Regions from separate parts of the Mus musculus genome. Here all the other regions are linked to region 1. The links are chromatin contacts, called in public HiChIP or PLAC-seq maps. All regions are on one chromosome and are shown on one strand. The core of a region is the stretch at or near the end of the contact, and the rest is flanking DNA. Distances in the headings are between cores, read along the strand shown.

Region 1 (3,367 bases), core at 536-3,035:
TCACTCTGTTGGGCTTATTTGGATCTGTGCAGCTGTGGGGGTGGGGGTGGGCACAAAGCTCGGAAGACAACTCCAGGATGGTTTACCTTCCTCCAGGCAGGGTGGCCACAAAGGAAGGCCTCCACACTGCCAACAGCACTCCTCAGCCGCTTTTGTCCCCGTGACTGCATTTAAAAGACTTATTAGGTACATTCAGGCCTTCTGGAGACGTCCACCCTGAACAGCTCACCCCATCGCTCTCAGAGCCAGAAGCCCAACCCCTCCCAGGGGAAGGCTGCTCCCACTCTCCCTGGCTGGCTCTCCAACATATTCATTCATCTGCTTCCTCAGCCATCGCCAGGGCTGGCCAGCATGCTTCCTTGTAGGTGGAGCACTGGGCTCTCCTGGCTTCTGGTGGGCCGCCAGCTTCCCACACCAGGGCACTGGGAGCTTCCCAAACCGTTCTCCCTAGAATCATTGTGAAGACAAAGGCAAGAGGCACATCTGCCCCGCCCACCAGGGATCCCTACCAGCCTCTTCTAAGGGTCCCCCAAAGGTACACAAAATGCCTGGCGTGTGAAATAGCTTTCTAGTGGGGTGTCTTTATTCCCGAAGGGTCGGACGCGCTAGCCCCACCCCAAACCTCCTCTTCTCTGCTCACCAGTCAGGATTCTCTGCTGCCTTGGGGTTAAACCTGATGTCGCTGTTCACATTAAACAGGACGTCGTCCTCTGTCAGAGGAGGCACAGCCCCCTGGTAGAGAGGGTGCTCAAACAACTTGGCTAAGAGCGATCCGTCCCCGCTGGGGCCAGGGGGCGGTACCCGCGGTCGGGGCCCCGGGTCTCGAAGCAGCGGCCGATGCGCTGGGTCACGGGGTGGCGGGGAACGGGGCTCCTGACCCCGCGGAGCGTGATCCACCGGCTCTGCTGCAGAAGGCAGCTTCTCCAAGGAGTGGGAGGTTAGGTTAGAGGCTGGATCTGAGCTGAAGTCTTGCAGGATGCGCAGTGTGTGTTTGTTGGGCCAGCCTGCGTCGCCACCGGCGGACTCCCCCGGTCTGCTCCTTGCCTGGGCCCAGCCTGGACCAGCTGCCTCTGCTGCCGGCTGAGCGCAGGAGCAACCGGGCTCCCCGGAGGATCGCGTGGCGCGTCGGTCCAGCTTGGGTAGCAGGTCAACAGCAATGTGCAAAGCGCAAGCCAGTAGGAATACTACCAGGATGAGCACGCGAAACCTGCGCACCAGTATCATCTTCATGGCCGCGCAGGCCAGCGGGCTGGGGGGTTCGGGACGCGCGCTCCACCGGTGCCCCTCAGCTTGGCACCAAGCCCGCAACGACCCGCGGGTCAAGGTCCATTCAGTGTACTAGCAGCTAGCAGCTCGGGGGCTGTCCCCAGACTTGGACGTCGTGAAGGACAACCGCCACCAAAGCACCAGCTCTCCAGGCCATTTCGGGGGGCGGCCAGCGGCCCTCGTCGGTGGAGCGGGTGGCAGTGGTGACAGGGAACGCAGGGGCGTACGAGGGTCTCCGGGACGGCGACCACACTCAGCGGGCGTGTAAGCAGAAGGCGCGGCTGTTCATCCCGTCCAAGGCGCGACAGATCCGATCCAGAGCGCGGTGCTCCCGCTGGGCCATGCCGGGTCCTGGGCAGGCGACAAAGCGGCTCCTCTGTTCTGTCAGGCTGAGGCTGGGAGACCGGGCTGGAGAGACAGAGGCGAGAAGGGGAGCGCGAGGGGGCGCGCAGGGAGAGGCGACGATCTGGCAGGTGCAGCAGGCCGACCCGGAGCGCAGCGCCCGCACCGCCTAGCTCCAGGCGCCCCGCGCCCGGCCCGCTGATATCCGAGCGCGCCGGAGCCGCCCCCCGCGTCAGCGCCCGCAGATTGGCGGAGCCGTGGCCCCGCGAGGCCCGGCCGGCCCGGCGCTAGCCCGCGCTCCCCTCTCTCCTCCCCCTTGGCCGCGCCCCGCGGTGTCGCCGCGCCTCCTCCGCGCTGAGCCGGGAGCCAGAGAGGCCCGGCTGGGAACCCGCAGGCAGCGGTGGCTTCGGCCCTGTGCGCGCGGCTCTCGGCCTGGTAGCCTGCGTCCCTGAAGCTCCACGCGCCGCCAGTTGCAGCCGCACAGCTCCTCCCCGGCGAGTGGAGGCCAGAAAACAGGCCAAGTCCCTCCCCGAAGCCCGCGGGGCGTCTGCGCGGCCGGACAAGCTCCTCTCCGGGCGGTGTCCTGGCACCTCGGGTACCCGCAGCCCACTAGGTGGAGGACGAAGAGACGACGTTGCCACGCGGCGGAGAGAACGGCGGAGGAGCGCGTTGGGCCCCCGATCCGATGGGACTCCAGAAGCTCGGCAAGGCTGCCGGGCCCACCCCACCCCAGGGGACACGCCTGCGCCTTAACCCTGGCGGCGCCGCGCGGAGCCTGGCTGAGTGGCGCGGATGCGCGGGCGGTGGGCGGGGCGCGTCTCGCTGCCTGCCCTCTGGGATGCTAAATCGGGGTGCACAGTAAAAAGAGATCTGCTTTCACCACGTGGCTTCATTTGTGGCCACAGGGCTTCTGGATCCCCAACCCCTAGTAGGAAGTAGGAATCTCTGGGAATTTCTGCTAAAATTCTGGGAAGGTAAGCGTGAGAGGGTCAGCCACAGATCCACAAGCTGAGCAGACCTCAGGGCTTCAAGCACCTGCAGATTTCCACAGCAGCCCAAGCCAACTGCTGTGTAAGGGACTGAGGGGCGGAGTCTGTGCTCTACGGAGCCCCTCTTTGTCATGCTCTCTTGGCTGTGCTCCCCGGCCCTGGAATGCTCTCAGCTCGAGTTCTCTATGAATCAAGTGCACAACTCATGTTCTTTCTGAAGATTCAGCGACAAGTCTGTGTTAGTTGACGTTCAGTAGACACCCACTAGCTGCTTGTTAGGGACGAAGAGAGTCGCAGCCAGCTAGCTGGTCAGCAAAGGTGCCTCCTAGGCCTTTAGAAAGGAAGAGAGGGTGGAGTTCCACACTCCTGTAACAGGAGCTGATGCCTGTGTTGGGCAGCATAGTGGAAACCCAAGAGTGCAGTGGGTGGGGTCTTAATAGAGGTGCACTCCCCAAGAAGGTATGGCTTACATCATGAAAACTGAGGCATTCTGCATTCATCCGGCCCTCCCACTCACACAGACAATGAGTTTGTGTGTGGAGATGGTGGGCCTGAGGTGGGAGTAGGACGGAAGCACCCACAACCTGGGACCTCTGGAGAGAGACGAATGTCATCAGGGTAGAGTCACCTGCTCCTGGGAGCATCAGTTCGTGGGGCTTCCCATTGTCTCCTGGTGTCCTGGACAGTCCGTTCATCACAACTGTGTGGCTTCTTAGGGGAATTCCTGGCTCTCTGGCTCCTACCCTAAGGAAGCAGGGTGCTGTAGCCAG
Region 2 (3,826 bases), core at 839-3,338, 640 kb after region 1:
AAAAACAAACAAACAAACAAACAAAACAAAACAAAACAAAAAACAAAAACAAAAAAAAAAACAAACAAAACAAAACCAAAAAAAAAACCAAAAAACCAAAAAGAAGAAAAGAAAAAATCTGGTACTAAAGTATCTTGGCATCTTGCTCCCTGCACACAAAGAAAGCCAATGTTTCACATTTGGTAATGCTGAGCTTGCCATGTGAAGATGCCCTCCAGGTCTTGGTTTCTGAAAATTCCTTAAATAGTCATAAAATCAAAAAGTATGTGGGTAGAAAAACAGGCCTAATTTAACACTTTCATAGAAAAAAAAAAAAAACTTTAAAAAGGCTACCTAAAGCAGGGTGTGGTATGTACACCTTAATCCCAGCACATGGAAGGTAGAGGCAGGAGGATCTCTGAGTTAGAAGCCAGCATAGTCAACAGAGTTCCAGGACAGACAGGGCAACACAAAGAAACCCTGTTTTGAAAAATAACAAAAAAGCAAAACCAAAGCTATCTAAAGGTTGTTTTGTTTTGTTTTTAAAGATTCATGTATTATTTTATGTCTAAGAGTACACTGTTGCTGTTTTCAGACACACCAGAAGAGGGCATAAGATCACATTACAAATGGCCATGAGCCACCAAGTGGTTGCTGGGATTTGAACTCAGGACCTCTGGAAGAGCAGCCAGTAGTGCTCTTAACCACTGAGCCATCTCTCCAGCCCCTATCTAAAGGTTTAACTCAACTGACAAGATGGCTCAGTGGGTAACAAATGCAACCGACCTGCTGCCTGTTTTGAGACTGGTGTCCATGTAATGGAAGGGAAGCAGTCAACTATGCCAACTATCCTTTGACTCACACACACACACACACACACAGAGTAAAAAAATAAAAACCTAACTCTCGAAGTCTAGCAGCAGGCTTTTGGTCACTTCCCAATTTTTCCCTCCTTTATGCGAATTCTACAGTTTATAAGTCCCCCCCCCACACACACACACTCCCTTAATCAGCCTCAAATTCATTCTGTGCAAGACGAAGTGTAAACAAATCAAACTATCACAGATTGCATCAAATGAACAGCAATTATTACCTTGTAGTAGATAATGCCCTTAAGACACTCTGCACTTGGAAACTCCAAGCTGAAGTCGTGGTGGTGCATACCTGTAATTACAGCACTGAAGAGAACAGAGACAGGAGGATCACCAATTATACACCAGTGTAGGCCATACAGTAAGACCCCGTCTCAAACCGAGCAAACTAATTTTCAAAAAGCTTCCAGGCAGGCCAATAATTCTGAAGAGCATAACTACTGGGCAGATCTAGTAGCTCAGAGTGAGCCAAATTCTGCATCATTTCAATAGCCCTGAACCAATACTCAGTCTCTCTTCAGAAGCCTTCCACCACTTGAAAAACAATTTTCCTGTATTGATTTTGTTGTTGTTGTTCACAATTCTTTAAGTGTCCCCTTTCAACAGATTTCCAACTATGTCAGCCACCAAATAAATCAATCACCTTTCTATCCTATACGCGTTTTACAAACGATCGTCTAAAAATCTTTCCAGACTTGAGCAAATCCTTGTCCAGTGCGCACAAAGCCCACCGGGACCAATTCCCCGCCTGGACTGGACAAGACTCAAGACTGAGGAGATTCGGGTTTTCAGAGGTTTCTACACTTGGGCTTATTCTTAACAATTAGTTCTGAGTTTAGATCTCAGGGCTCTTGCTGGGGAAGAAAGAGGGCAGTTTCCGTCAGGTAACAGACAATAACGGAGAGACTAGAAATGCGATTCCGGAAGCAAAAGAATCAGGGTTTTGTTCCAGGGAGCCCTCGGGGGTGGAAAAGCCTTTCCTTAGAGCGGGCGCCGACGACGGCTGGGCGGGGCGCTCCTCCTCAATCTCCCAGAACCACCATGGAGGAACTCCCCGAACCAGAACCACAGTCGCTAAACCCGTCCCACCCTCTCGAAATCTTTTGGCCAACGCTCCCCGACCGCTAGGCTAACCTGGGACTCGCAGGCTCACCGTGACTCAGAACCGCTTTGGAGTCTGGAATCCTCACAGCGGCTGAACGACAGCACCACCGGAAGCGCGTCAGAGCCCCGCCCCTCTGGAGGGGGAGCAGCCGCCCCTCTAGGAATCCGAGCGTTGTCGGTATCCTGTTTCACCGGAGGCTGCGACTGTCCTGGTTGTGATCTGTTTCTCCCCCTATTTCTTTTTTTATTCTCATTCTCTCTTCCTACCCCCTCCCTTTTCTTTCTTTCGTTCATTCTTTTTTTGAGGGTGGGTGGTTTTTGGAGGGTTATGCGGCCCTGGCTGCCCTGAAACTCACTCAATAGACCAGGCTGGCCTCGAACTCAGGGATTTACTTGCCTCTGCCTCTCGAGTGCTGGGATTAAAAGCATGAGCCACCACTGCCTTGTTTTTGAGACAAACATGTCATTAGCCCTAGCTAGCCTGGAACTCTATGTATACCAGGCTGACCTCGAACTCTATAAACGATCCACTTGCCTCTAGATCAGTGAGTGAGTAAAGAGCTCATGCGTGAGGACCTACATTTGGATTTCCAGCACCACATAAAAAGACTATGGTACATCACATGCCTGTAATCCGAGTGCTGGGAGGACCCCTGCAGTCTGTTGTCTGGGCAGCCTAGCTCCAGATCAGTGACACCTTGTCTCAAAAACAAGGTAGAGAAGCAATTGAAGAAGACAGCTAACATTAACCTCTGGCCTTCACATGTTTGCAAACACACTGTGTACATGAGCACTGTAACAGTTAGGGTTCTCTAGAGTCACAGAACTAAGGGAATGTCTGTCTATACTGAGTGAATTTATTGTGATAACTTACAGTCTGTACCCCAGCAATGGTCCAAGAATCTAGTAGTTGCTCAGTCCCACGAAGCTAGGTGTTCCAGCTGGTCGTCTGTAGAAGTAGATTCCAACAGATGTGCTGGCAAGTAAGTGCAAGCAGCCGAAGAAGAGGGACTCTTCCTTCTTCCAATGTCCTTAAGCAAATCTCTAGCAGAAGGTGTGGCCCAGATTAAGTGTGTACCACCATGCCTGGCTCTTAGAACTCAGAGATCTCTTTGCCTTAGTTTCCTGGGCCTAAGTTTTTCTTTTTTGTTGTTCTTGTTTTGTTTTGTTTTTGTTTGTTTGTTTGTTTTTTGTTTTTTCAAGACAGAGTTTTTCTGTGTATCCCTGGCTGTCCTGGAACTCACTCTGTAGACCAGGCTGGCCTCGAACTAAGAAATCCACCTGCCTCTGCCTCCCAAGTGCTGGGATTAAAGGCATGAGCCACCATGCCCGGCATGGACCTAAGTTTCTCATGGCCACTATGCCTCAAGATCTCCATGCCAAGATCCAGGTCAGAATCTTCTTCCAGCCTCAAGATCTGGATCACAGGTGGATTGTAGTTCATTCCAGATAGAGTCAAGTTGACAACCAGGAATAGCCATTACAATCAAAAACACAGAGAACAATCTGCCTGAGTTCTTGTTTATGTATGAAGAAAGCAGTGTCTTGGCAGATCAGATCCAGTGTGTACTAGAGTGTAAATTGATAGCAAAGCTGAGACAAGATTTTGATTCTCTATTTGTGTATGCTTGTTCTACCACTATAGATTTTTCTTTCTGTGCTGGGGGAGGGGGGTAGAACCCAATGCCTTATGCAAGCTAGCACTTCTCTCCATCATCAAGTTATTTACCTAGCTCTGAAGACATTATATATATTAATAATTAGAGCTAGGTATGCCAGTACACAATCGTAGCCCCAGCACTTCCGAGTTGGAGGTTGGGTGATCAGGTATTTTAGGTTATGCTCAGTTACATAAATCCAGTTTGGCCTAC
Region 3 (3,344 bases), core at 419-2,918, 790 kb before region 1:
AAATTTCTATCATATTAGAGGGGATATAAAAAAGATTCGGACTTCACTTAAGCCACAGAACAATTTGGAGAGAGGGATTTTTAAACAGATGAGAGCAGGCCAAAGCCCAGGACCCAAATATTTCAGGCAAAGCTATGGCGCTAAACTGGTATTTTGCCAGCGTCTGCCTCCACCCCAGGCACCCACTAATAACACAGACCCCAAGGTTTCTGTATTCTAGGAAAGCATCTATTATGCAGACATTAATTCTGGAATTTTATTACGCCAAATTAACGCTGCTTTTTTTTTTTTTTTAATGAATACTGCTTCCTGACTCCTCATGAAATCGAATAACGAAGAGGTTGGGGAGGGAGGAATTTAATGGAGAAGAATCTTAAATTCAGATGCCCTTTTTTTTAAGCCCCCTCTTTTCCAATGTGTTAACCGCGAAAGTTTCCACCTACTCTCCCACAAATGCACCCCCCCAGCGGCTGTTTGTAAGACGATGGATAAATGCATGTTTCTATCTTAATATTTCACAAGCCAGAAATAAAGCAACAGATCTGTCAGCTTCGAGGATGGGAGAAAGCCTCTGTCAAGAGCGCCCAGGCCAGGGCCCACTTTGTCCCCTCCTGGAGGGCTTTTCGAGCCTCGGCAGCCTTTCCAGACTGTGCGCCGCGGCCGCAGCCAACCTACACCCGGCTTCCCCGAATCGAACGCAGTCACTGCAGTGGCTACTGGGGCGCCACCAGGATCTCTCCCCAATCACCTCGGCACTCTCAAGTTACTCACCTCCAGATGGGAGAAGGGGTTCAACCCTCATAATCCCCACCATGGCCAGCAGCGCGGAGCCTGAAACCACCTCCCCGCCACTTAGAACAAAGGTGGCCCTGCCTCACCGCGCTCTGCACGCCTAGTGCGGGATCTCGGACTCCTTGGGCGACACCAATCTTTACCTGAACTCGGGACTCGACCAGGTCCAGGCGCAGCGCCAGCGCCTCGCGCATAAACACGTCCGGGTAGTGGCTCTCATTGAACGCCTTCTCCAGCTCCTCCAGCTGCCAGCCGGTAAAGTTGGTGCGGGTGCGTCTCCGTTTGCAGCCGGGGCTCTCCTTGTCTGGATCCCCCGAGTCTGCGGGCATGCACAGGACGCTGCAAGGCTCAGCCACCTGGCAGATGCTTGTCCCGCTTGCACCCACCTCGGGTGCGGGGTGCACGGAGGAGTGGGTCGCTATTCTCCGACGGCCTGGTGCACCCCACCCCGAGGCCCCCCGTTGTGTTTCCCCGTGTCCCCGCCTCCAGCCTACCTGCAAGCTTGAAGGGCTGGCTTTCGCCGGCCACCCCGCAGGCAGCCGGCAGCAGCGGCGTGGGGTTGACCACCGAGGCGGCGGCTGCAGCGCACGAGCCGCTGAGCAGGCCGTCGATGGAGAAGGGCACCGAGGCCGCGGCAGCGGCGGCGGCGGCCGACTGCAGCTGGTGACCGGCCAGCTCGTACACGTGGTGGTGGCCCAGCGGGTAGGGGAAGCCCACCACGCCGCCCAGCGAGCCCCCGAACTGGGCATGCGGGTGCTCCAGGAGGCGACCGTCCATCATCTCGCGCGCGGGGCTGGCGGGGCGCGGGGGCGCGGACGGCGGCGGGGACAGGGGCCCGGAGCCCTACACATGCTTCGGCCCGCGCTCCGCCGCTTTACTTTATCAACATCAAGCTCTCGATAATTAGCCGCGGCCCGGGGAATTTGGGACCAATAAGAAGCGCTAATCGGCTCTGACGTCAGAGGCGTGCTGGGTGCAAGGAAACGTTTTCCATATCGATTGCTAATTATACCTGACACGCACCTCCATAAACAGTATCAGGAGCTGTCACAACAAGACGGGGTGGGGAGGGAGGGGCACCGCCGCGCTCGGCCGGCCGGGGGCCCCCGGCGAGCCCCCCACTCCTGCTCCCCGCCGCTCCCGCCCCTCGCCTCCTTCTAATAGATTTCCCTTTAAAACATTCGCCGGCGTGTTGTGGGGATTTTTCACCAGAAATGCTGTACTCTCTGAACCTTTAAAGTGATGTTGCTCCAATTACAGAGAGACATTGAGCGGCAAATAGACTGATCCAATAATGGGAGATTCATCATCCGCTCTTTCCGAAACTGTCACATTGAATTTAAAACTACAAGGGCTTCTCTACCAGCGGCCTCTCCCGGGCTGCGGGCTGCCGCGAGCGGCGGAGGGAGGAGGAGGGGGAGGAAGAGAGGAGGAGAGGAAGGGGAGAGAAGTGTCCCGACGAACTGGAAGACCAAGGGGAAGAAAGAGGAGGAAGAACAAGCCCAGGAGGGAGGGGGAGAAAGGAAAGGTTTGGGGGAGGAGGAGTGCAGAAAGAGAAAGGGAGGAAGGAGAGGAAGTGGATGGAGAGGAGGAAAGGATGGAGGGGAGGGGAGAAGAAGAAAGGGAGGAGAATGGAGGAGGAAGGAGAAGAAGTAATGGGGGAGAAAGGAAGGAGAGAGGAGTGGAACCAGAAGCGATGGAAGGACAGAGAGAAGCGAGAAGAGGAGAAGAGAAAGCGGGGAGGATAAAGAGAAGGGAGAATGAAAACGGAGAGTGGAGAGAAGGGGAGGAAGGAGGGGAACAAGGCAGAAAAAGAGAAGAAAGGGAGGGAAGTGGGACTAGATGGACGGAGAGACCAGAATGAAAGGGGGAGGGGAGAAAGGGAGAGGAGAGGAGGGGAAGGGGGGGAGAGAAGAACCTCCAAACAGTGATCCAGCCAAATGCGGCCCCCACCTATAAGGAGTCTAACCCGACGCCCTCCTCCTTGATTGGCAGTTACCCCATCAATATAGACAGGGTGGTGGCAGCTGGGGCACCCTAACCCCACTTAACTCCCACACATATGGGTCCTGGATGCCAGCCCAGAGGAGGAGGGAGCATGGAAGGAGGAAGGACAATGGTAACTTCAGGATAGTGACCAATGGCCCACGCATCCCTTCAAATAAATAAATAAATAAATAAATAAATAAATAAATCTCCCTCTGAGTCAGCTCTGAAGAATGGGTTGGAGGCACTAACCCATCTATTATAATTAAATTATGTTCGCAGTGAGATGCCATTCCCTTCTCCACTGTAAAATATTGATAGTCTCAAAAACTAAATCATTAGGGGACATATCCTTAAATAAGCCGCAAGCACGGACTGTGAGCAGAGGTGGACGCAGCCAGGATGGATGGGGATGGAGGATGGGGATGGGGGATGAGGGATAGGGATGGGGGATGGGGGAGGGGGATGGGGGATGGGGATGGGGGATGGGGATGTATCCTTTGTAAAAGCAAGTTTGTCACTGGAGAGATGGCTTTTTGCTGACTCTAAATTTGTAGGCAAAGTAC
Region 4 (3,339 bases), core at 683-3,182, 670 kb after region 1:
ATTCTTATTAGCAGTGGAGTAGGGACAGAGGAAGAGAGGCAGAAAACCACCTTTGGGTTCCCTCTCAAACGAAACACATTCTGACATACCATCTCCTTTAGAAAAGATCACTGCCCAGCAACCAAATCTCACCAAAGAAAAAAAAAACAAATGACTTCTGACAAGAAAAGACTCCAGACTCCAGGCTGCAAGCATGGTTTATTTCAAAGGATGTTTTCTCAAAATCCAGTCTTCCTTCTATTGCACAGTCTTGCAAGTTTAAATAAATGATCCTCTACTCCCCTCTTCAACAGAGACATAAAATGCTTTATAATATGAAAAACTTAGTCTTAAAAGATACCTAGTGGTCTAGTATTGTGTGCCTGTAGTCCCAGCACTCTAGAGGCAGTGGCTAGATTTTCAGCCAGAACTAGAGAGACCCCTCCCCGCCCCCCCCTTTTTTTAATCTATCTAAAGAATATCAACACCACCACAGAATGAAAAGCTAAGATTTAAAACTTAGTACACTGGCCTGGTTGTATCTAAATATAGTATAATGCACTTGAAATTTTTCCTGTTTCCTTCATGGAGACATGAAGTAGAGGATCAACAAAAGAAAATAGCATTCAGCCGCAGGCATTTCTGTAAGTTAACAAAGATGATCCTGAATAAAATAACAAGTAAGAATCTTGTGTGGTAATTGAAAGAGGACACAAACCTGAAAGAAAAAAAACATCTGGATAATTCTTCACTACAGTTTCCTTATAATAAAGGTATTTTCCCACATTTGGCCAGCTTTTCTAGTAACTTCACTTGATGTGGTTACAATGAATTCTTCATAATTCCAACAAGTATTTATTGACTGCTTTCAATCCGCCTAGCACTGCCCTGTACAATAAATGCTTTCTTTGGTCCCAGGCCATGGAACAGCCACTCTCTATAATCAATGTGTGTGTGTGCTGTGTGTGTGTAGGGAGGGGAAGGAAGGGGGAACTTCAAACTAAATGAGCTGCCTTTTTTTTTTTTTAAATTACAATTACATTTACCAACTCCACTCATTTCAAGTTTGAAGAACCTTTTTGAGCAAAGGTAGTTAATTTTATGGATAATAAAACTGACAGTTGGCAAATGTCTAATCTCATCTAAGGTCATTAAGCTGATCAATCTCCTACTGGCCCAGTGTGGTTTCTCCCAGATACCCTTCACGTCTCACTCATTGCAATCAAGCAAGGTGAACTAACACTCCACTAATCTCCCAGATAGCACAGTTAAACAGGCTTAAACCAGCAAGAGGTCTTGAAGCATTGCATAAAGCTGACAGCCGGCTGTTAATTTCTACTAGATCTTTTAACCACCGTCAAGCCGCCAGCGCTTTCGCTCAGCGTTGGGAGATGGAAAGACAGAAAAGCAAGTGATCCGGAAATGTTTTCGGAACCTCAAACCTGTACAGAGCTCAAGGTCTTCCGCGTCGTTTATCTCAAGATTCTCAAGGACCCAAGACGCCCGGAGAAGTAAACGACAGCAATAAAACGAAAACCACACAAAACACTTTCCCCTGCAACCACAGCAAATGGCGACAGGAGGGGGGGAGGGGGAGAAGAATCCAGACACGGGGATCACGTCCATTTGTGATCTTGTCCTCAGAAATGTTATACAAGGATGATGACATGAAAGAGCTCCCCACTGACCCCAGAGATTCGAGCACCGCCGGGACCCCGCAGGGCTCCTTTCCAAGTCCCCCCGGGTGGTCACACGGTCCACCCTCGCAGCCCGCCCGTCCTCCGAGAGTCCGCCATGAGACTCACCGTGAGTCTCCGGAGCGGCCTGGGGACGCCGGGCGACCAAGCACAGCTTGCTCTGGGTTCAACCCGACCGAAGGGCACTGCACACCGACATAGGCCCTCCCAATACCTCGCCACAGGCACAATGAGTCACAAAGACCGGAAGTAGGTCAGCACCTCATCTTCCGGGATCGAGTTGAGCTTCCGGGTCTCCTCTAGGAACACGGGAGGACTTTGCATCTCGGTTTCTGAATTTCTTGTTCCGAGTCTCCCTACCCAACACCCCCCCCCCCCCAGCCCTGATTGCCTGTCTTCAATTCCAGAGGTGACAGATAGAGATAAAGTGATCCTGTTTAGGGTGTTCAGGTTTTTTTTTTTTCCTGATGTAGTATTTTTCAGCTCTATATTTGTTACTTTCTTCCCCATCTTTTCCATCTTGGGCAGTTATCAATAATAGTAATTGTATGCCTGTGGCAGAGAAGCTGAAGCAAGGGTGTAGATGGAGTTAGATCAAAGCCAAGCCAGGGGTGTCTGGTTTCACAGATCAGCCCTGGTGAGGTTTGCCAGTTGAGTGCATGGTGTTTCCAGATATGTGGCCCGAGGATAAAAGACTATCTTTCAGTAAACAAGCTACTTACACTGGTTCTGTAGAATATGCTATTATAGCACTTTAAAAGGATCTTTCAGAGGAATTACAGACGCTCAACAATTACTGCCTTTATCTCTTTGCCTTGTGGGCAATACAGAAATGAGGCTCCACCTTATAGAAGGCTCTATATCAAAGGCAAGTCCACAAGGAAGAGACCATACAGCATGGGGGAGATAACTTTATAAAACAATACTCCAAAATTAAAAAGCAATTGAAGTATTGTTCCTTTTTTATTAATTGATTATTAATTAATTCACTTTACATCCCAATATCAGCCCCCCTTCTCCCAGTGATAGGTTATTTCTCCGCCAGTGAAACGAGCCCATTCAGGCTAGATTATATTATAATAAAGGCAGGTTTATTGGGAAGCTGCTCTTGGTAGAGTTCACTGGCCCCAAGGATTGAGGCAGGAGAGTTGCAATGGGAGGGGAGGCAGAAAGAGAAAGGGCTTACATGCAGAGAAAGAAGAGAAGGAGAAGGAGGAGAGCAAAATGTTTGGATTATAAAGGGAAGAGTCTCTGGGGAAGGGCAGCCCAAGCCCTGGGATGGAAAGTTCAAGGCTGGGGGCAGGGTATACCAGGTAGGATCTGAGGGATGCTGGGAGAACCTGAAGACCAGGTCTGTTTTGATATGTAAAATATTCATCTCAGTCCCCTCTTCTGGGGTCCAAAACCAAACACCCAAAACCGCCTTAGGCAAGTCATCCTCCAATTCCACCTTCCCCTATTTGCAGTATTGTTAAAGGAAACAAGGAGCCAGCCATTCACTTGGAGAAGTAGGAGAAACCTTTATTCATGCATGGACTACAAAGCACGCTTGTGCTTTGAAGGGTTCAGTCCCCTTGGCAGTTTCTTACAGCTTTTTGTAGGTCAGGTAGTGGGGTTGTCATCCATGTCTTTGTGACAATCTTAGAGTGGACTCTGATCCCCT
Region 5 (3,840 bases), core at 865-3,364, 630 kb before region 1:
GGGGGATAGAGAGGCTGAGACCAAATTACTTCTGCCTCAGAGCAGGCAGGGTGCCTATATGGGACCCTGGGCTGCCTTTTTCCCTGGAGGAAGAGAGAACTTATTCTTCTGCTCACAGTTTACTTGTTAACTTGGATTCTTTCCCTGACTAACACAGTTTGAGGCCTGTAGCCTCAACTACAGACACAACACCAGGAGGAGGTAGTGGGAAATAAGCAACAACAACAACAAAAATAGATAAATAGAGGCGTCCTCAGAACAAGGAGCAAACTCAGAACAGATAGTCTCCGTTTCAGTCACCGGGTAGGCGTGCACCCCCATCTGGGCTCCTGATAACCTCAGCTTTTAAAAAAACCTGGGTGTGGCTTCACCTGCAGGGAAGTGCTCAAAGCCACAGATCTTATCATGGCTCTGGTGGTTATTTTTACTCATCTTGTCACATTTGCTCCCATCACAACAATGCTCTGCTGGGTTTACAGCGCTCCTAATTCAGATGGGGAAACTCCTGTATGAAAGGGTCCCCAGAGTGGACATTGGGGTGCACAGGTCACTCTGCGTCTCTGCTGAAAAGTCAACCACGTCTCTCTGCAGACCGAGTCCTCTCTGCCTTTTGAAGCCTCTGTGGTGCTTGGAGTCCTGGGCCACCAGGGCCTTTGAGAGCTCAGAGACACATGTGACCCAGTGCTGGCCAGCCAGACTTGTAGGTTGAACTGTCCGGCTGCTGGGTCAGGACAGCTCGAGCCACAGGGAAGCTGAGAGGCTGCAGGCAGGAGCAAGTAACTAGGGCAGGTTAAGGAAAACAGGAGCCTCACTTGTGAGCACAGATCTCACTCCCCCAAGGGCTTGGCTTCATGTCTCAGTATGTTTGGGTCATTAAAGGAGGGGATTATGCTAGGACATTGTGGGGTAAGGAAGGAGAGAATGCCCAGGGAGCTGCAAGAGTCTCCTCCAGTCTGTGAACCACACAGGCATCCCCTCCCAACTACTCAGCCTACACATTCTGACCTAAATCCCCATGCATCCCCACATTAGGTTTAGCTGGATGTGTCGCAGCTTTCTTCATGAGCCCATTCAAGAGTCACGGGGAGCCGGGCGTGGTGGCGCACGCCTTTAATCCCAGCACTCAGGAGGCAGAGGCAGGCGGATTTCTGAGTTCGAGGCCAGCCTGGTCTACAAAGTGAGTTCCAGGACAGGGCTACACAGAGAAACCCTGTCTCGAAAAACCAAAAAAAAAAAAAAAAAAAAAAAGAGTCACGGGGACACTGATACACTGTACCCTGGGAGCAACCAGAGGTTCTAGTTTGGAAATCTGGACCTTGTGGTTGTTCTTCAAAGACTTACATGGCAGGTTAGGATAATGTGACTGTACCCTTAGTGTAATTATTAATAGTGTTTCCTTGCACTCACAGAGATAGTGCCTGGTCCCCTATGGGTGGAGTGGCCTCAGGACACGTCCAGAGGCGTTTCAATAGGATTAACTTATAGTTCTTTCAAGCTAGCTTAACCCCAGGTTATCAGTGCCTCTGATACATGGAGGTGGACATAGATGTCAGGTTGCTGGATCAGGACGAGAATAGGAATGCAGCTCGCAAGAACATAATCACAGACCGGGGCGCGCTAAATTGGCAGGTGCTGTTCTGGACAGCGGGTACTAAGTTAGTCCTAGTCAGCAAGCCTGAGGACCGAAGAAACTGTATCCCTTCACTTGGGGTTCTAGTTGCTGGTACTGCCTCCCGTGCCCGATGAATGTTCAGGGCCGATGGCGCAAGTTCCGCTATCTCTACGCACGGGTTCCAAATGTCCTGACGCTCTTAACCAACAGAAGGGACGAAGATGGTAACCGTAGCGTCCTAGGAGAGCCCGTCCGCCTCCTCGGGCAGCAAACCCACCGCCCGCCGCGGGTTCAGGACCACACTCCCTGTCCCTGGCGTCCACCCAGCGCAGCCTGGCGCGGTCTCCTCCCGCCTGGAACAGAGCATTAGGGGCTCCCCTCCCCGGGCCCCACTCACCGCTCGCTGGGCGGCGGCCCGCGCACCGGCCGCGGGCGGGCAGCTGGGCTTGCAGGAGGCAGCGGAGCTCACGGCGCGCACGCCGTGGGGGCTGTGTACACACGTGACCCCGTCCCGCCCCCGGGGGCTGCTCGCGTGGTCCCGCCCCCGCCCGCCGAGCAACGCCGTCAGGCCCTGCCCTCTCTCCCGACCCACAGCTCGGTGGCTCCGCCCTTTTCTTGGAACCGGTGCTTAGTTCCCGCAGGCTCCGCCCCCAGTCCGAACGGACAATCCCCTTGGCCAGCCACGGCCGGCCGCCTTAATGCTGGAGGGCGGCGCACCTGCCCCCATTAAAGTTTGTAATTTCCCCGACCTGTGCTTCCCCGGTCCTAGAGGCGTCTAAGTGGAGCTGTCCGGAGAAAACAGCTCCGACCCACTGTGTAGCTGCTGTCCAACATGAAAGTGGGAATGGTGCCATTTAGAGTATTTGCCTAACAGTCAGGAAGCCCGGCGTTTAGTCCTCAACACCACATAAGCCAGGGGTAGTGGTGCGTGCATACATGTAGTCCCAACACTCAGGAGATAGAGCAGGGAGGATCAGAAGTTCAAGGCTGTCCCTGGCTACATAGTCACCTGAAGGGTATCCTGGGATACATGAGATCTTAAAAAACAAAGAGTAACAACAACAAAATACACACACACACACAGATAGCCTAACTGGGCATGATGGTGCCCATCTATAATCTCAGCACTCAAGAGGCAGAGCAAGGACTGCCATAAATCCAAGGCTGTTGTAGCTTACATAGCAAATTCTGGGCCAACTGGGGTTGCAAAGTAAGACTGTCAAAAGTGGGGGGAGGGTCCTGGAGTTGTTGGCCCAATTGCAAGCAGGAGGACCTATGTTTGATCCCTCAGAACCCATGTCAGAAAGGTTGAGTGTGGTAGCATGTGCTTGTAGTGCTAGGGAGGTGGCAGGCGCTGGGGCCCTTTGGGCCAGCCTATCTAACTTTCACATTTCAGGCCACCAACCACCCCCACCCCCAAAAAGCCAACCCTGTCTTATAAAAAACAAGGTGGACAGCACCTGAGGAATGATGGCCAAGGTGGACCTCTGGGCTCCATAGGCACATAATCTAAAATGAAAGTAAACCATAAATAATTGACCCTCAGGATTCCTGGTGAGACTCTGAAGTGTCAGGGTTCCTGGGCCTTCCAGAGGGTTCCTGTGAGGTTTCACTCACAACTGGGGAGTGCTGCTGGTGAACCGAGCACCCTCCTAGTGCAAGGCCCCACTGGCTGCCTGCTCTGCACCACCCGAAGCACAGCACAGATGTTCAGAGTAAGAGGGCCCAGCCGCCGACTCGGCTGCGGGCGGTCCTCCCATTGAGCAGGCATGTCCCCGAGCTAGACATCTTGGACATGGTAGGGTGTGTGAATTGCTGTCTGACCTCGTGCTCTGAGGTTGATATTTGAAAAATCCCACAGAGCTGGCCTCCCTCGTGCTGCAGGGAGGGCTCCTAAGGGTCAGGCATGGCCCCTGCTCGGGCCGTGTACTCAGTGGTCACGAGTCTCAGCTCACACAGCAGCCCAGTGCCCTGCCGAGGCCAAGCGCCATGGAAACGCCCGGAACTTCCCTTCCCGGGCCACATTCTTGGGACTTGGCAGGTCTTCCTGGCTGTTCTGGAGTGGCAGTTGATAAGATCAGCTGCATTCCACAAGGGCACTTCGAAATGCTGGGCAGGAACCAGAGAGCAGCCCTGTTTCCCCGAGCCGTTGCATTTGTCTTTCGTGGGCTTGGGGTGGTGGTGGGGTTACATCTGTCCTCACCAGTTCCCCATGTTCTCCACTTTCT
Region 6 (3,660 bases), core at 699-3,198, 730 kb before region 1:
GGCCAACCATGACCAAAAGCAACTCTTACACTTCAGGGAACAGTCTATCATTGAGGCAGTCACAGAAGGAACTCAAACAGGGAAAGAATCTGGAGGCAGTAACTGAAGCAGAAGCTGTGGAGGACCACTACATACTAGCTTGCTCCTCCTCCTCCTCCTTTTTTTTTTTGAGATGGTCTTTCTACGTAGCCCTGGATGTCCTGGAACTTGCTATGTAATGTTGGCTAGGGGGCTGGAGAGATGGCTCAGGGGTTAAGAGCACTGACTATTATTATTATTTTTTCTTTTGGTTCTTTTGAGACAGGGTCTCTGTATAGCCCTGGCTGTCCTGGAGCTCACTTTGTAGACCAGGCTAGCCTCGAACTCAGTAATCCGCCTGCCTCTGCCTCCCGAGTGCTGGTATTAAAGGCGTGCGCTACCACGCCCGGCCGGCACTGACTATTCTTCCAGAGGTCCTGAGTTCAATTCCCAGCAACTGCATGGTGGCTCACAGCCATCTGTAGTGGGATCCGATGCACTCCTCTGATATGTATCTGAAGACAACTACAGTGTACTCATGTAAATAAATCTTTTTTAAAAAACAAAGCAAAAAGTAATGTTGGCCAAGCTGGACAAGAACTAGGAGAGCCACCTGCCTCTGCTTCCCACATGCTGCGATTATAGGTGTACACATCCAACTGGCCTGATTTTTACTTTCTTATAGCACCTAGGATAATCAGCCTAGGGGTGGTACTACTCGCAAGGAGCTCAGCCCTTCCATATTAATGACTAACTTAAAAGTACTTCCTAGGCCAATCTTATAGAGGTTATTTCCTGAACTGTGGTCTCCTCTTCTCAGTTTATGTCAGATTGAGAAATAAATAAATAATTAATTAAAAACATAAATAATCAGGACAGAGCAGTAGTATTCTGGGTCTATTAGCCTAGCCCACAGATCTTTGGTATTCTCGAGCTTGGGTCAGCAACACTTGAACATCTTTCTTTCTTTTTTTTTTTTTTTTTTGGTTTTTTTCGAGACAGGGTTTCTCTGTGTAGCCCTGGCTGTCCTGGAACTCACTTTGTAGACCAGGCTGGCCTCAAACTCAGAAATCCGCCTGCCTCTGCCTCCCGAGTGCTGGGATTAAAGGCATGCGCCACCACCGCCCGGCTTGAACATCTTTCTTTCTTTCTTTCTTCTTCTTCTTTTTTTTCTTTTTTTTTTTTTAAGATTTATTTATTTATTTATTTATTTAAAGTACACTGTAGCTGTCCTCAGACACTCCAGAAGACGGAGTCAGATCTCATTACGGATGGTTGTGAGCCACCATGTGGTTGCTGGGATTTGAACTCCTGACCTTCGGAAGAGCAGTCGGGTGCTCTTACCCACCGAGCCATCTCACCAGCCCTGAACATCTTTCTTAAATCACATGCATAGTCCGTGCTCCAGCAACTCTGGTAACAGAGATACAGGCATTTTGGGTATCATCTTGTAATTCTTCTGTAGACTGGACCTCACTTTTCCAAGGCATGTTTGTTCAGATGACCTGTCCCTGGCGTTCTGCCTCCCCGAGTCCTGGGATCCTTACAGCTTCACAAATGGGCCATCAATCTGTGCATACCGCGATCCCAGCCCTCAGGGAACTCCTACTGAGACACAGGATTCTCACGTCCGGCCGGGTCCTGTCTCAGGCTCTCAGGTACAGGCAAGCCTGTCACCTCACCCAGAGCTGCCTCACCACGACTCAGCCTAAGCTAGAGATGTTGCCTGACTGTTCTAGAAAATAGGCGGGGGGATAGGGAGGGACGAAAAGGCCGTAGAACTGCTGGATTGGTGACATGTAAGTGACGTCATCACGGCGCCCAGCCCTCTGGGGGTCATAACACGAAGGAATTGGCTGGCCTTCGATGACATTTTGGGCGCGCTGGCGGGCCGACTCTAGATGTTAGGGGATTGGTTGGTGTTGGTGTGGCGTCATCAGAGCGCGCCGGGAACGCCCAGGATGTATGACTCTGGATCTGTCGGCTGGGGATAAATGGCCCAGGCTGCTGCAGGGGCAATGCTACGCTTTCCGGCCTTGAGAGAAGTCGGGCGCTTCGCGGCGATTGGAGCTGCAGTTTCTACTGCGGTGTCACCGGGATAACCACAAAGGGCACCGCTTGTCTGTCTCCGCCTCTGACTACCCGTGAGTGCCAGGTACCGGTGTGGTTGCGGGCCGCTGGGGCCCGGGGAGCTGGTGAACTAGGGGCTGGCGTCTCCGCGCTGTGATTTCTCGTGGCCTGGCCATCAAGGAGTTACTGTCTCAGCACAGTGACATCTCACATCCCCAGGTCAACTGCCCTGAGCCATTGTCGCGGCAGCCAGGCATAGTGGTTGTTGCAGGCCTGTAGTCTCAGCGCTGGGGAGTTGAGTTATTAGATCACAAGCTCCAGGCTAACCTGAGCTAAGTAGTGAGACACACTTTCATGAAACAGTCTACTAGCAGGGCATGGTGGCTCGTGCCTTTAATCCCTGCACTCCAGAGGCAGAGACAGGCGGATCTCCGAGTTGATAGCCAAAGTGATCTACAAAACGGGTTAAGGGACAGCCAGCACTACAAAATAGCGTCTGTCCTAGGCCCCCGGCCCCCTGTTTAAAAAAGGGGGGGGGGAGAAAAGAAACAGTCGGTGGTCATTTGGTAATACGTCACGTGCTGCTTGCTTTGAACAAAAACATTTCATAATGCGGATTCTGTTGTGCACGACTTAAAAGGTTTCCTCCCCGACAGGAATGAGATCCACCCTAACCACTAAATGCAGTAGGAAAGGAAGGGGGAAGGGTGGGAAGTGAATTGGCTTAGAGGTGTTAGAGGTGACGTTTGAGGAAGTGACACTGTAGACTGGTCCTTGACAAGTCAAATAGATGTCTTCTGAAGCCTGAGAGTTCTCAACAAGGAGTAGATAAGAAGTTCCCAGCAGAGAAAGTAATAGAAAGATGTGAAAAGCTCTTTGGGGACTTGACCTGTGGAAAGTGCAAGAGTTTCGAGTCATTTGATAGGTGACAGGACTTGGAGGAGACTTTGCTTCAAGCCTGGTCTCCGGGATGCCAGCCTCTCTGCTTGTCTGTTTCTTGTGGTTAATTAAAGTGCCGCTTGCCTTGATCGGCCCTGGCCTGATGTCATTATGGCGTGTGCACAAAGTAAAACTGAAGGCATGAGGGAGGGAGAGGCAAGGGACAGCCTACTCTGGGGAGCATAGTCAACTGATGCCACTTAGCACCTGGCACCGAATCTTGTTGATGTCAACAAGTGTATTGAGGAGTTGAGACTGCAGCTTGAGTTCCAAGGAGACCATAATTTTCAGTGGCAGCTATGGACTCCATACGGGAAGCCTTTCTTTCTCTCACCACATTTGTTTTGTTTTTGCCAGAGCTGGGGATTGAACCTAGAACTTCCCCCTCCCACATGCTACGCAGAGCATTCTCTTATTAACCCAAGGCTTGGTATTTATGATGAAACGACCACTTTGCTCTTTGCTGAGAATTTATGAGATGGCAGTCTTTCCCATGGCCCCAGGATGGTTTGGGTTTCCCGTGCTTCTCACAAATAGCTTCTCTGTGCTCTTTGGCTGCAGGTGACAGGCCCTGGGGTCCAACTCAGAACCTCATTCTCTTCTAATTCCCACAGGTGATACTTAAATACATCT
Region 7 (3,351 bases), core at 752-3,251, 980 kb before region 1:
CACCCTTTCTCCCCACGTCTTGGCAGTTACCTTCCTTACCAGCTTTTCCGGTTCTTGTAATTGCTGCCCAGAGGGTCAGGAAAACCTGGTTCCGGGACCAGGCTCTAGCTGAATGGGGTGTGATACTGCACTTTGTCCTCCTGGCGAGAACCCTCGGGCAGGTCAGCTGCTTCCACTGGGCAAGGGTTGGGGCTATAATCCCAGGGGCAGTCTTGTGCCCTCCAGAGTTGGGATGAGGATCTTGCTGCCCACCTACCAGCCCCACACCTGCTGCCTGTACCCAGGTGCCTCCTTGATGCCAGCCCACAGCTTGGGCACGGAAAACCTGTTTTCACTCCTGGTAGAGACGGCACCTGGCTCCAAGCCAGATGCCATTTTGGGGAAAACACCTACCTTCCTAAAGATCCTGCCTAGACAAGCTCTGGGGCCCAGCTGGGAAGGGCCGGTTCACACTGTTGCTGTCATAGTCCGGTCCATCTGATGACATATAGATTCCTGAGGGTGCGGAGAAACAAAGCTGGGCAGAGGTGGCGCACACCTTTAATTCCAGCACTTGAGGAAGAAGCAGGTGGTTCTCTGTGAGTTCGAGGCCAGCCTGGTCTACAGAGTGAGTTCCAGGATAGCCAGGGCTACACAGAGAAATTCTGTCTCAGAAACAAAACAAAACAACAAAAGAACATTCAGGGCAGCCCCTGGCTCTAACTGAGGACCTGGGAGAGGTACTTTCCTTAATCACCCCTGGCATCCTCAGAGACTTGAAAGAGGCTAAGAGTCTCCTGTCTCAAGACCCCTGGAGCGTGCCCCCTCAGCCTTCCTTTCCTCCTCTGTGAATGTAGAGCGGTTATTCTGGCTGGCTTGGCACCCTTGAGGGTGAAGGGAAAGCAGACAGTATTTTAAAGTTTGAGACAGGGTCTCAGGTCGCCCATGTCAGCCTTGCACCCCATATGTATCCTGGGATAAGCTTGGATTTCTGATCTTCCAGCTTCTCCCCGCTGAGGGCTGGGATTCCAGGTGTGTGCCATCACGACCAGTATCTGTCTGATGGGAAAGCACACTACTCAGCAAGGTCCACCCCAGCTTCCAACCAGACAGCTTTGTAGACCCTGAAAAGGGACACTCCTCAGAGGTTGCATCTACCCTAGCCTCTGTTTTCCCATTTGTCAACAGGCTGCCAACTCTAGAGGCTGAGGCAGGAGGATGAGTTAGGCAGACTAGGCAGCTTGGCCTCAACTTTAAAAAATAAAATAAAATAAAAGAACGCTGTTGCGGGTTTGGACTGGAGAGATGGGTCAGTCGTTAAGAGCATTTGCTGCTCTTCCAGAAGTCCTGGGGTTTAGTTTCCAGCACCCACATGGCAGCACAACCCGCTCCAACTCCGATTCTAGAAGAGCAGGGGCCTTCTTCAGGTCTCCCGGGCTACCAGACACACAAGGGGTGCAGATACACTTTCAGACCAAAGCCCATATGCATAAGATAGAATTAAAAGTAAGAAAGAAAACCGTAGCTGGGAGTGTAGCTCAGCTGGTGGTATGCTTGCCTGGCATGCAGGAAGCCTCAGGGTCCATACCCAGCACTGCACAAACCAGGCATGGTGTGGGGCACAAGCCTGTAATCCGAGAGCAGTAAAGGAGGTGGAGGCTGGGGAATCTGAAACACAAGGTCATCTTTGCTTTTATAATAAGCTAGAGGCCAATGCGAGCTACATTGGTCCCGGTCTCAAGGAAAACAAAAAAAGAAAACCCCGACGCCTCTGCTGGGAGTTATGGCTAAAGGCCAAGGCGGGAGCCAACGCCCAGAGTACCGGGCCCCTATTCTTCAAGTCCCAGGAAAGAGGGGGCGTGGTCTTATGTGGGCGTGCCCTTTGTGGGGCGTGGGTGTGGCCTGACCAAACTGGGGCGGTGCGGCCGGAACAAGGAGCCTGTGTGGAGCTTGGAGCTGGTGAGCCAGGCCTTCAAGAGGCGTGATCTTGTGGGGGCGGGTCTGAAGAGGCGGGGCCTCTAGGGGGCGGGGCCGGCGGCCTCGCAGGCGTCAAGAGTGTGTGGGGCGCCGGTCTCCCGGTGTTCTCTTCTTCCAGCCCGGCTGGTGGTCGGCGGGTCCGGGCCTCCTGCGCGTCTCGGGCCCAAGAGGGGCCTGTAGCCAGCTCCTCGAGCCGCCAGCCCGTCCTGCCGCCCATATGGCCGCCATAAAGGCCCTGCAAGAATGGTGCCGGCAGCAGTGCGAGGGCTACCGGGACGTGAGCATCACCAACATGACCACCTCGTTCCGCGATGGCCTGGCCTTCTGCGCTATCTTGCACCGACACCGGCCTGACCTTATGTGAGTGCTCTTTAACCCCTCTGTCGGGCTCTGATGTGCCGCTGCAAACGGGAAACTGAGGCCACGCCTGCCTTGGGATCCGGGTCGGAGGTTTCAGACACACCCCTCTCAGATGGGCCACCCGGGGTAGAGCAGAGACCTGCAGGTACAGCCTATTTGGTGGTCTCCAAGGCTGTGGCAGTCAAGTAGCCTCTGTGCAGGCCACCAAGTGCAGCTGGGCCAGGGGCCAGGACATGGGCTGTCCAGCCGGCTTAGTCAGTGGTGACTCAGGGCAGCGTCCGCCTTCCCCGAGCTCCCTGAGAAAGGGCAAAGGAACAGCTCCTGGGGGTCTGAGGTCTGGCCCCAAGATCAGGGCCATTTGAGGCTTCTAGTGGGATTACTGCCCCTCCTCTAATTTGTCTAGGCATCTTTGGGAAAGCAATCAAAGAGGGAAGCGCAAGCCTTTTAGCACCTTAGAATGACAGGAGACAATGGAGTCTGGGCCATCATCCTTGGAAGTTGTAGGAGAGGACAGGGATTGGGTCTAAAGCCTTCTATAGAAGAAGAGTCTTGGCATAGGAAGTTGGGAAGCAAGCCAGCTCTGTCTTGTTGAAGGACCTTGGCCCACAACTCAAACTGTTCTATCAGTTATTCACTTAGCAAACACTTAGGCAGACTCTGTTACAGGGACCTAAGTTAGTCTGGTGACCAGAGTCCTGAAATGGGACAAGATCACCTACAGCCCATGCCCTTCAGAGGAAAGCATTCTCCTGTACATGGTACATAAATGCAGAGTTGGCTGGTCTGGGAGTGTTTCCCAGGGAGGTCTTAGGGCTGAGTGAGGCTCCAGGCAGCACCTGTGGAGCCCACCTCAGCCAGCCTTCTTGCTGTGCAGATGGGGAAACTGAGGCTCCGAAAAGGAAAAACAAACAAATATTGTTCGTGTTACACAATGTGTCAGGAAGAGCCAGGCCTGGTGCTATCAGACTCCCTTGTGCCAAGCTTTGCTCTGCTCAGGAAGCCGGAATCTTGAGCAAGAAGTAGGCTTCTGCCCTG

Evidence for each region. HiChIP or PLAC-seq counts read pairs in DNA pulled down with a chosen protein or histone mark.
Region 2: an H3K27ac HiChIP or PLAC-seq map of bone marrow-derived dendritic cells shows a contact between it and region 1, with 5 times the contacts expected there. The contact joins the promoter of Zscan21 here to the promoter of Fam20c in region 1. A contact is called at or near these places in 1 of 39 promoter capture datasets (hippocampal neurons), 2 of 115 datasets of contacts at active chromatin or transcription factors (bone marrow-derived dendritic cells and bone marrow-derived macrophages) and 1 of 9 other capture datasets (macrophages).
Region 3: an H3K27ac HiChIP or PLAC-seq map of embryonic stem cells shows a contact between it and region 1, with 5 times the contacts expected there. The contact joins the promoter of Uncx here to the promoter of Fam20c in region 1. A contact is called at or near these places in 4 of 484 Hi-C or Micro-C datasets (all in embryonic stem cells), 3 of 115 datasets of contacts at active chromatin or transcription factors (embryonic stem cells and pancreatic cancer cells) and 1 of 9 other capture datasets (embryonic stem cells).
Region 4: an H3K4me3 HiChIP or PLAC-seq map of bone marrow-derived macrophages shows a contact between it and region 1, with 2.0 times the contacts expected there. The contact joins the promoter of Zkscan1 here to the promoter of Fam20c in region 1. A contact is called at or near these places in 2 of 115 datasets of contacts at active chromatin or transcription factors (astrocytes and bone marrow-derived macrophages).
Region 5: a contact with region 1 is called in an H3K4me3 HiChIP or PLAC-seq map of bone marrow-derived macrophages, with 2.6 times the contacts expected there. The contact joins the promoter of Gpr146 here to the promoter of Fam20c in region 1. A contact is called at or near these places in 2 of 115 datasets of contacts at active chromatin or transcription factors (bone marrow-derived macrophages and pancreatic cancer cells).
Region 6: a contact with region 1 is called in an HNF4G HiChIP or PLAC-seq map of pancreatic cancer cells. The contact joins the promoter of Zfand2a here to the promoter of Fam20c in region 1. A contact is called at or near these places in 1 of 39 promoter capture datasets (embryonic stem cells) and 2 of 115 datasets of contacts at active chromatin or transcription factors (microglia and pancreatic cancer cells).
Region 7: a contact with region 1 is called in a FOXA1 HiChIP or PLAC-seq map of pancreatic cancer cells. The contact joins the promoter of Micall2 here to the promoter of Fam20c in region 1. A contact is called at or near these places in 2 of 115 datasets of contacts at active chromatin or transcription factors (bone marrow-derived macrophages and pancreatic cancer cells).

What each region holds. Positions count from the first base shown.
Region 1 is chr5:138,753,499-138,756,865 of GRCm38.p6, reverse strand. It overlaps Fam20c (family with sequence similarity 20, member C), which reads right to left and starts at 1,785. Exons shown (of 10, transcript NM_030565.6): 1 at 641-1,785. The coding sequence starts at 1,230.
Region 2 is chr5:138,115,167-138,118,992 of GRCm38.p6, reverse strand. It overlaps Zscan21 (zinc finger and SCAN domain containing 21), which reads right to left and starts at 2,088. Exons shown (of 5, transcript NM_011757.3): 1 at 1,986-2,088; 2 at 1,073-1,157.
Region 3 is chr5:139,542,222-139,545,565 of GRCm38.p6, reverse strand. It overlaps Uncx (UNC homeobox), which reads right to left and starts at 1,668. Exons shown (of 3, transcript NM_013702.3): 1 at 1,287-1,668; 2 at 936-1,111. The coding sequence starts at 1,572.
Region 4 is chr5:138,083,677-138,087,015 of GRCm38.p6, reverse strand. Zkscan1 (zinc finger with KRAB and SCAN domains 1) reads right to left here and starts at 1,932. Exons shown (of 6, transcript NM_133906.4): 1 at 1,785-1,932.
Region 5 is chr5:139,378,913-139,382,752 of GRCm38.p6, reverse strand. Gpr146 (G protein-coupled receptor 146) reads right to left here and starts at 2,114. Exons shown (of 2, transcript NM_030258.5): 1 at 2,010-2,114. The region is part of intron 2 of 3110082I17Rik (RIKEN cDNA 3110082I17 gene); the gene reads left to right.
Region 6 is chr5:139,482,779-139,486,438 of GRCm38.p6, reverse strand. It overlaps Zfand2a (zinc finger, AN1-type domain 2A), which reads left to right and starts at 1,948. Exons shown (of 7, transcript NM_001159908.1): 1 at 1,948-2,162; 2 at 3,642-3,660.
Region 7 is chr5:139,734,983-139,738,333 of GRCm38.p6, reverse strand. Micall2 (MICAL-like 2) reads left to right here and starts at 2,001. Exons shown (of 17, transcript NM_174850.3): 1 at 2,001-2,316. The coding sequence starts at 2,174.